Regions from separate parts of the Mus musculus genome. Here regions 1 and 2 are each linked to region 3. The links are chromatin contacts, called in public Hi-C and HiChIP or PLAC-seq maps. All regions are on one chromosome and are shown on one strand. Each heading gives the region's core, a stretch centred on a gene start, on an enhancer-like site or on the middle of the called end of the contact. The rest is flanking DNA. Distances are from core to core; before and after follow the strand shown.

Evidence for each region. A called contact is a pair of places that touch in the nucleus more often than the background predicts. HiChIP or PLAC-seq counts read pairs in DNA pulled down with a chosen protein or histone mark.
Region 1: a Hi-C map of stem cell-derived neural stem cells shows a contact between it and region 3, with 2.4 times the contacts expected there. The contact joins two enhancer-like sites. A contact is called at or near these places in 9 of 484 Hi-C or Micro-C datasets (the N1E-115 cell line, cerebellar granule neurons, cerebellum and 5 more) and 2 of 115 datasets of contacts at active chromatin or transcription factors (oligodendrocyte precursor cells and stem cell-derived neural progenitor cells).
Region 2: an H3K27ac HiChIP or PLAC-seq map of stem cell-derived neural progenitor cells shows a contact between it and region 3, with 10 times the contacts expected there. The contact joins the promoter of Mrps11 here to the enhancer-like site in region 3. A contact is called at or near these places in 3 of 39 promoter capture datasets (frontonasal cranial neural crest, hippocampal neurons and pre-B cells) and 2 of 115 datasets of contacts at active chromatin or transcription factors (embryonic forebrain and stem cell-derived neural progenitor cells).

The regions. Positions count from the first base shown.
Region 1 is chr7:75,912,426-75,915,574 of GRCm38.p6, reverse strand. No RefSeq gene overlaps it. Among named protein-coding and RNA genes, the nearest start is that of Klhl25, 66 kb to the right of the region's middle. Within about 2 kb of position 1,449, at least 36 of the 459 cell types and tissues checked have an H3K27ac peak or open chromatin away from gene starts, as enhancers often do. A contact at or near this core is called in neural progenitor cells, oligodendrocyte precursor cells and stem cell-derived neural stem cells, where this site is marked.
Region 2 is chr7:78,781,815-78,785,033 of GRCm38.p6, reverse strand. Mrps11 (mitochondrial ribosomal protein S11) reads right to left here and starts at 1,903. Exons shown (of 6, transcript NM_026498.2): 1 at 1,611-1,903; 2 at 1,354-1,461. The coding sequence starts at 1,675. It overlaps Mrpl46 (mitochondrial ribosomal protein L46), which reads left to right and starts at 1,945. Exons shown (of 4, transcript NM_023331.2): 1 at 1,945-2,227. The coding sequence starts at 2,006.
Region 3 is chr7:77,131,837-77,134,885 of GRCm38.p6, reverse strand. No RefSeq gene overlaps it. Among named protein-coding and RNA genes, the nearest start is that of Gm30774, 760 kb to the right of the region's middle. Within about 2 kb of position 1,700, at least 86 of the 459 cell types and tissues checked have an H3K27ac peak or open chromatin away from gene starts, as enhancers often do. A contact at or near this core is called in neural progenitor cells, oligodendrocyte precursor cells, stem cell-derived neural progenitor cells and 1 more, where this site is marked.

The DNA.
Region 1 (3,149 bases), core at 200-2,699, 1.2 Mb after region 3:
GCCCAGAGGTTGAAGAGCCACAGGCACCCTCAGGACATCTCACACCAGCATCAGTGACACAGAAAGTCCCCATCCTGCCCAGCTTCAGAGCTGTACTGTGTTCCTACTGTGACCCTCAGTGACCTGGCTGTCCCCAAGGCCTGAGGTTCCCTAAAGGGATAGCAACAGATCAGGTTTTAGGTCTTTCCACTCTTATCTGCCTGTGACTCTGGGCTTAGTCACTCATTTGTTTGTGAGATGGATCCATCTATGCTGCACAGGCAGGCCTTTCAGCCCTGGGCTCAAGGGCTCCTCTTACCTCAGCCTTCCAAGTAGCTGAGATGCCTGACATCTGCCAGGGCTTCTCCATTTGACTCTCCTCTGAGTCCTTCAGGTCTGAAAGGCTCCTGGGACAGAGTGGGCTATTCACACCTCCTGGACAGTGAGAGCCAGGAGACATGGGTTAACTTCCATGAACTCTAAGGTAAATGGAAACCGACATTGGGAAGTCGGTCTTAACAGTGGGACGCTTGGGAATATCTGTGCTGCTGAGGGTTGCGGAGCAACTGGGTCTGTGGAGAAACTCAGGTATGGAGCAGCCCCTGGTTCCACATTTCTATCACTTGTCCTGCCCACCCCATCAGCAGCAAAAACAGTGATGCCTGCCCTGTGTGCACCAAGCTACCTGCTGTCTGAGGGGCTCACGCTGTCCAGCAGAGACGATGGTGGGTCAGAGGAATATAAAACGCATTTGTTCCCCTTCACAAGCTTAAAATTGCATGAAGAGAAAAAAAAGAAAAATTTTCCTTATGGGGTCTTGAGATTTTCCTATAATCCATAAAATTTGAGAATTTATAACTTTGAAGATTAAGAATTAAATTTATAAAAATTTTTTAGTAACAAACAAAATTACAGAATATTGTTTGGGTTTTTACTAGTTTTATAAGTAATGCATGTTTAAGAACAATACACTGAGTCATTCAAGTAACCAAGCATCATTCATTTTTCTCTGATTTGTTAAATATTTGACATCCACATTTCTGTATGAATTCATTTCAATACATTTTTTCATGGTGTTATTTAGAAAACATGACTGATCTTAAAAGAATCAGGAAATGTTACTTATTTATATTTCGGTGATCAATAAATTTAAGCATTTATTATCTAAAAAAAAATTGCATGAAGAGATCGCTTGACACTTTCAATGCAATGAAAATCAGGGTACAGAGAGTTTGGAGCAAGGTTCTCAGACAGACCCTGAGCTCTGTAAGGAGGCGATCCCTGGCTGTGGCAGAAAGGCTTGTGTGATCTGAGGTGGCAGAGAAGGAGATCAACCACAGCAGTGGAAGCAGCTGGGACTGCAGCTGCCATCCCCAGGAAAGTGCAGTTTGTTGAAAGCTGCTGCAGCTGTCTGCAGAGCCTGGGGCACTAAGTGGAGCCACGCCCAAGGAAGGCCGGAGTGAGGAGCGCGACGATGCTGCCCCCTACAGGTCAGCCCAGAACTGTCACAGTCTTGGAGGCTTGATGCAGGGCATCACTCCCTTGCCTGTGCTTGTGGTCTAGGACCCTGTGGGATCTAGCTTGTCCCTGATTTGGAGTGCAAACAAGTACACGTAGGCAGAGTACAACTTCAGGGCCAAGAAAGAATAACTCAGCGCACTGGATGTCTGCTTAAGACGTTCAGCAAGAGGCCCACCATTCTATCTCTATTCCCAAGGCACTAAGGATGCCTTCGCAAGCTACCTTATCTGGAACAAGCCTAGCAGGAAGCACGGCTAAACACAGCCTAAAGCAGGGTCCTGCAAAGGAGCATGCAAACAGGCAAAGTATTACAGGGTACACTTGGCACGTGAGTATCAAGTCATTTATCCTGAAATGTGGTGGTCACCATAGAGCTCACAAATAAGAAAAAAAAAAAAAAAAAAAAAAAAAAAAAAAAAACGATGACTAGAAAGATTTTCAGTTTCCCGGGTCTCTAACGAATGGCAAAGCCAGGCGGTCACTCTAGCTCCTCCCAGGATGGAACAGGACGTCTCAGAACCAACACCTACCCAGGTGCATCCTAATAGTGAAAATAAGCTAGGGCAATTAGAATTCTAATGACTAAAAAGTATGGCTGAAGTTTGGGTGGGTTTTGAGTGTGTAACAACCTACAGTGAAATTACCTACAGTGCCTTAAAACTTTAAGCCTGAGTTGTCCAAGAAGGTTCCAAAGAAAAATGCCTCCAAATCCACCACCCTGATTTCATGTTTGCTCCCATTCCTCTCTGAGTCCATTGTGTTGGATGTTAAATGTCGCTGAGAGAAGATGCTAAATTCTTACTCTAGATCATGGAGGCAAAGATACCTTCCCTGGAAGGCAAAAGAATGTGACCTCCCATCTTTTCCTAATGTGAGATTAATTTTTAAAAAATATAGCATGAGGATCAGTTTAAATAACCAACCTATACAGGGATTTGGAAAGAAGACTACAAATGTTATCAATATTTTATTTATTCACTGGAGTGCTAAACGTCCTGGAACTACATAGCTCATATTTCTTACAGGATTATTAAACATCCCCCAGAATTTCCCTTACAGTCACTTATATTTTGGGTTTATAGCATCCTTCATAATTCTAACATTCTAGCTAACTGAAAGAAATTCGAAGTCTAAACGATATAAAATGTGCACAACCCAAGCTGGATCTGTGAACAATGCCGAATTAGTCTTCGTTACTGTCTTTCTTAATATAATCAGAAACTTGGGAAAGTATATACTAGCAAGAGGCATTGTTAACGGTGCCACTTCAGAGTGGTATCCCAGTGAGGGCTGGGAAATTCTCGTCTCTACCGTGTTCTTCCTGGAAGACTGTTTTGTGTTCAGTGTATCTCATTATTTAAGAAATAATAAAATCTAGTATGCATACATATCTACCATTAAAGCTTTTCAAAACACTTTTTCTTGAGTATTGCACTTTTGGTAGAAACTTTTTCATTTTTTTTTTATATTTAATTTATCTGTGTGACTATGCCCCAAGTGAGTGGCTAGGGGTTACAGGTGACTGTGAGCCACCATGTGCATGCTGGAAGTCAAACCCAGGTGCTCTAGCTGAGCAACAAGTGCTCTTAGCCACTGGGTCATCTCTCCAGCTCCCTGCCTACCATCTAAGCGGATGCTTGTGCATTCTG
Region 2 (3,219 bases), core at 654-3,153, 1.6 Mb before region 3:
AGTAATTCAGGCACCCAAGAGGCCAAGGCAAGAGGATTGTGAGTCTGAGGGTGGCCTGGGCTGCACAGCAAGGCCATCCTAAAAATGAATGAATGAATGAACGAATGAATGAGTGAGTGAATGACATGGCATCAACTCGTCCCAGAACTGGACAGATACGGCTATGCCTGATTGCCTGCTTTACTGTTGGAGCAGGGACAGAACCCCAACAATCCTAGTAGTGTCTGGGATTGCCAAATGAACGGCTACAACGGTCCTGGATCAAATTCCATCAGTAGCTCCTCGTTGCCTGCAGGGGATAAAGTGTAAAAGCTCTAGGGAGACAGGGCTGTCCTCTGCCATTTGGATCCTTCTAGAGCAGTGGTCCTCAGTGTTCTTAATGCTGTGACCCTTTAATACAGTTCCTTATACTGTGGTGACCCCCAGCCATAAAATTATTTTCGTTGCTACTTCCTAACTGTGATTTTGCTACTGTTATGAATCGTAACGTATGTATGTGTGTTTTCTGATGGCCTTAGGAACCCCAAAGGGGTTGCAACCCACAGGTTCCGAAATGCCTTTCTAGAGGCATCACAAGCCAGTTCTGACAGCCTGCCTTTCCACAGACGTTACCCTTGCCTGCCACGATCACAATGATCTTGTCCAGCTGAGATCCTAGTCACTTCCACAGTCCACGGTACTTAGTCTTTCCTGAATTCCTCAAGTGTGCCTTACTCTCTTAAATGTCCAGCCAGTTCTTACCTCTATTATCCTTTTGATCAGATTATGGTTAATACATTTGCCTGTGTGTTGTTTTTGCAAGTTGTGTACTACTTCTGGGGAGACATAACCTATATTTCCTGTATTTATCCTGGTACTCAACAGGTAGTAGTAGCTTTTGTAACTGTTAAACAGATGTGAAGGTAAGTGAACATATATACCGCCTGCATATTAAGTATTTCTACTAGTGGGATGCTGCAGGATGCCAGGTCCCAGGGCTAGGCACGAAATTAAGAAAGGCACAATCTAGATGTGCAGTTAGTGTGGTTCTTCAAGACATTTTATGTTGGAGGCAGAGAAAGCTGCTAGTCGGATCTAAAGCTTATCTCACAAGGAAAAGAAAGCTGGTATTTATATACATTGGACACTTAGCTAACAGTTGCTAATTGAACAGCTACCTTATGCCCCTGCTCATCCCTCTATTTTCCCAACAACCCCTCTAAGCATTATCTCCACGTATAGTGTGCTGATTTGCACAAGCTCCCACAGATGGCAAATGACAGCCAGGAATTAACTTTTTCTATGATTTTGGACGGTGTCGGGCAGAAGTCACAGGATGCAACTTTCCAGAGCGCTGCATCCACTTACCCTCACCTGAAGCGACTTGGAGCCGCTTCCCTTTCAGTGTTCTGCCTGGCAGCTGAGTCTTCTAATCTCGGGGCTCCGGTGTGGATATTCTTAGCTGGGGCAATGCCCACAAACCTGGGGGGCAAAAAAAGAGAGAGAGAGAGAGAGTACGATGAGGGACTGGATTAACGGTATTTTGGGGGGTTCAAGTGGCACATAGGTCTGGAAGGAAGGTAGGCGGGCAGGCTCGAGAGTGACAGTGGGTTCGAAAGAGTAATCCTTACCTGGTCATTCCATGTCCAGCCCAGGACCGCAGGAGCCACGACCCGGAGTTTCTTAAAACCTGCATGACTGAAATTGACCCTCCGCGGCGCTTGGCTTAGCTCGAGCCAGCACCATGAGCCTCTGTGGGGGTGCTCACAGACAGGAAATCACCTGATTGCTCTTAAATAGTCCTGTAAGTATTTTTTCTTCAAATTTAAAGCTCTATAAAACCATTTATGTAGGAACTTTCCCCTTTCTAGTGGTCTAACACTAGAATTTCACCTACCTCCCCCAAAGGGAATGGTTCATTCCACTCGGTAAACCCGCCCCTCGCCGGCCCGCGTTGCCTCATGGGAACCTGGGGTTGGCTGAGGGCTCTGCCGGGCGCCGCGGTACCTTGTGGGAAGACAGAAAGATGGCGGCGCCCGTAGGGCGTACTCTTTTAGGGCTGGCTAGAGGCTGGCGGCAGCTTGACAGGTTCTGGGCAGGTAGTTCTCGTGGCTTGTCCCTTGAGGCTGCGTCCTCAAGCAGCCGGTCTCCATGGCGCTTGTCGGGCGCCTTGTGTCTGCAGCGGCCACCGCTGATCACCAAGGCGCTCACTCCATTGCAGGAAGAGATGGCGGGTCTATTACAGCAGGTAAGGCAGTCACGGGCTTCCTGGTGCGGCGGAGGGAAGCAACAGTATCAAGGAGGTCTTGATTTCCATGGAGACTCTGGTACTTCGTGTGACCTTGAGCAAACGTTTCATTTCTCGACCTTTAGTGACATCTGCAAGATGAAGTTACCGTACTGAGTTGGGTTAGGATATAGCAGGTGTTGAAAGAGTTTAGTTGGCTTGTTTTCTCTTGATCATTCGGTGTGGATAGCTTCCTTCTTGTTCATTCAATACTGTAGGGATCCGGGGGCAAACAGGAATCACTCCCTTTAACTTAGGAGCTCTCAGACTATAGAGAAGTGTTTGTGATGTTAGGACGAAAGTCGTGGTGACTGTGGGCACATCCTTAAGATAATGCGGTAAAGTTTGCTTTACCTCAGGGAGCAATTTCTGTGAAAGACAAAAAACCCAAGTGTTGTTGCTGTTGGGTCAGGAGATAGTGATGGAAGGTCTTCCGTATCCCTAGACTCCAAAAGGCTTTTGTCTGGAGAATACTAATGGAAACTCCCGTCAGTGCTTTTTGCTCAATGTATTCACTCACTTGACTTTTTTTTTTTTTTTTGGTAGTCCTTTTTCTTTCACCATAAAGGTATTCGTAGCCAATACTGTGCGTCTGTGTGCAAAGTGATAGGCAGTTGTGGATGTGACAGGCACATCGCTCTGCTTCGCAGAGAGTTTCCAGGTACTGGAATTAGGGATACAATCAGTAACCAGTCTTATGACTAATTATAGACTTTGGTAAGTGCTATTAAGGAAAACATAGAGTACTAGAAGAGTTTTACACAGGACCACATAGGTTTTATTTTCCTGAGAAGTATCCAGGAATATCTTTCTGAGAAAGAGGTATTTGAGTTGAAATAAGAAGGATGGATAGAAATCTGGAAGAAATGGCATGAGGAGAAAGAGAGACTAGGAAGAAGGATGTTGGAAAGTCTTCATGGCAGGAAAGTCCTTGAATAGATGCTGATCAGAGA
Region 3 (3,049 bases), core at 451-2,950:
TAGGAGGGGATGGGAGTGCCCCAGCCCTCTTCCAGAGCTGGTAGAATTTGATCTCTGAAGAAAGTCTCATCATCATATGAGCAGGTGATGTGATTTAGAGCACTCACTGGCATTACCAGTAGAATCGGATCCATAGCAGGCACTCTAAGGCACACACCACCTATCCCAACCCAAACGTGGTTTTGTTAGAACTGTTTCTTCTATGATATTTACTTAACCTCTGTTTGAAATTAATGTTCATCTTTTAGAATGTTGCTCTGAACATTTGGGGAAAACCATATAGTGTTTCTCACATTTTCCACTCACAGCACCTACTACCACCATCAACTCATAAAAGAACTGTATCAAAATGCCAGTGGGCCTTTTCCTTTAGAAATATGGAATGGAGGACCAAGAAAAATCAAGATTGATGGGCACATGGGAAAGTGATCGATCTTGAAAAAGTTTGCAAATGAGATGATGAAAATCACAGATCCATTTCTAACTTAATTTGAAGAAAAATGCATAAAAGTAAATTTGCCTCTGGGGTGGGGTTGGGAAATAACATGGGAAAACAGGCATCTTTGTCCCTAAACAACATTCTTTACAATATTATTGGTCTCTGGGGGGAAATGGAGACAGTAAGTATACATACTATAGATACTAAGTTGGTCTCTTTAGCAACCACTCAACATGCATTGGTGGGTAGTGCCACTGTTGGTGTATCATCTTAATATGGGATAACCAGAGTGACTTGATCCCAAAAGTCTCTGGGAGTTGATAAGATCTAACCCACAAATGGATTGATGATAAGGATTTCTGCCAATGTCTTATCATTTCTAAAGTATTATAAAGTTGATCTCTAATGTTTTAGAAACAAAGTATTCAAACTTCCTCTACCTGCTTAGGATTCCTTGAAGGTCTCACCTGTTTTCATCCAAATTAAACAATCTCATATTTTATCTACTTCAGATATCTTTAGAGCTTAGCTGTTTGGAGCTCAAGGAAACTAATTGGAGAGTTCAAAGGCTAGACATGAGACGATGTGAGATTACCCACCCCAAATAAGACACAATCTAGAAGTAAATATTAGACATTGTATTTTCATGTTACATAGGATGTTTCAGAGGCTCTTGATTCCCCAGCCACACTGGGAGACTTTCTTCCTTTCCTTTCTGCTAGTGTACACCTCCAAATATTTAATGTACATTATTGTCTGATTCACAGAAGGTTTCTTTGGCCTAGTCATGCTCACATTTGCATATACCTAAATGTATACAATGGAATGGGGAAGGAGAGTCTCCTCCAGGTCTGAATCTACAGCTTTGGAAACTGAGACCTGGATGAACTTAATAGGGCTTATAGAGAGAATTGGTCCAGTTTCCCCTGTGGTTGTTAAATGTCTGCTGCTTCTTCGCATACCACATGAAAGTGCAGACTGGTTTGAGTATGAAACAGACCCAACAGCTATGAGCTCCCTTTCCTGAAACCTCTTGCACACGTCCTGCCCCAAACAGTCAGATCTGAAAGTCGTTTTGGATTAAAATGCGGTGTGTGCTTCAGAAAGGCAAAGAGGAAGCTGGGCCCCAAATGCTGAGAGACGAGGTCGAGGAGGGCAGCTGGCCTGGGTCCAGGATGCGGCCAGAGACAGGGGAAGGACTGTGTAAGAGCTCTTTCTTTGAACAACCAACAAAAAGACAGCTAGAAGGAAGGGGCCAACTATGCCACAGAAAGGAAATGGACCAGAGAGAGAGGGAGCGAGCGGCCACGCCTCTGCTCAGCCCTCTTCCTCCTTCCCCCAGGGTGGCATCAAACACATCACTAACTATGATTTGAATTCTAAGAGTCCAGCCACCTAACCAGCCAATCAACAGAGATGAAAATGAATTTGATTCTTCTCTATCCTGTTCACAAGTTTGCTGACTCAAGTCCGCGCTCTGTTCTTTCTTTCTGTTTATGTTGTCACTTGGTTTCATTATTTATTTTTAGCCCCAATTTCGGAAGCTCTTATTCTGCTGGGTATTGGCAAGGTGTCAAGGGCATCACTCTCAGCTCTGAAAGGATCATTGTCCAGCTCTGGACTCCATCCTCTCCAGACAGAGAAGCAGTGTGAGTTGCCTCATGCTGCCTCTTCACTGGCCCAGCCAGTCTGCAGTCTCTGAGTAGCGGTCTCTGCAGGGCATCCAATGCCATGCTTGTGAATGGTAGAAATGTTAGTGATGTTTGCTTTCATCTGATCTAGGTCCTCGGTTTTCAATGGGGAAACTGAGACCTAGAGAAACGAAAGTCCATCCATGAAGTAGCATGCCAATATCATGACATCTTGGCTTTCAAAACTCCCCGTTGAACAACGCTACTTACTTAGTTTCGCCGAAATGCCTGCCCCATTTTGAGTCTGGCTATCATTGTTTTTTCTGGATTCCCAATTTCCTTGTGACCATGAAAAAAATAAATCAAACAAAATGGTAAGAACATCCGTGGGACTGCGTTTCATGGTGCCCACTTTCTCTTTGTCATTGCCTCTTTTCCCTTAAGAAACAGAACTTACTTTTTTTTTTCTTTCTAATTTTTGTTTCCAGTGAGCCAGGAGCACTGAGCTAGTGTGTCTTGCCTGTTAGGACAGGCTGCAGTCGCAATGAAAGGACATGCTTCAGTTCCCAGGACGATGGTCTCTTTGACTGGGAATATACCGACCACTATTACAAGTATGCGAGAGTAAACAAGGCTAGAGTCAATCTCAACTTGTTTTACACTCTGTTTTATTAAAGTCAATGCGTTTCCGTTTCTATGTGCTGAGCCTCAGCTGGCTTAATTATACATACCCAGGCGAATTCTAATGGGGACAGAGGACAGCCAGTGATTGGAAAGCAAGGCCCTTTTCTGACCTCTACAGGCCATGGAGAGAAAAAGAAACAAGGCTGCTTCTGGAAATTAGAGATTAGGAAAGAGGATGCTTTTTTTTTATTATTTTATTTTTTTCTGGATGCTTCTTTACTGCTGTAAGTACCAGACACATGTGTGTCCTACTTTTGTACAGCGTGTCTATCTGTGTTTAATAGGTTACTGCAGC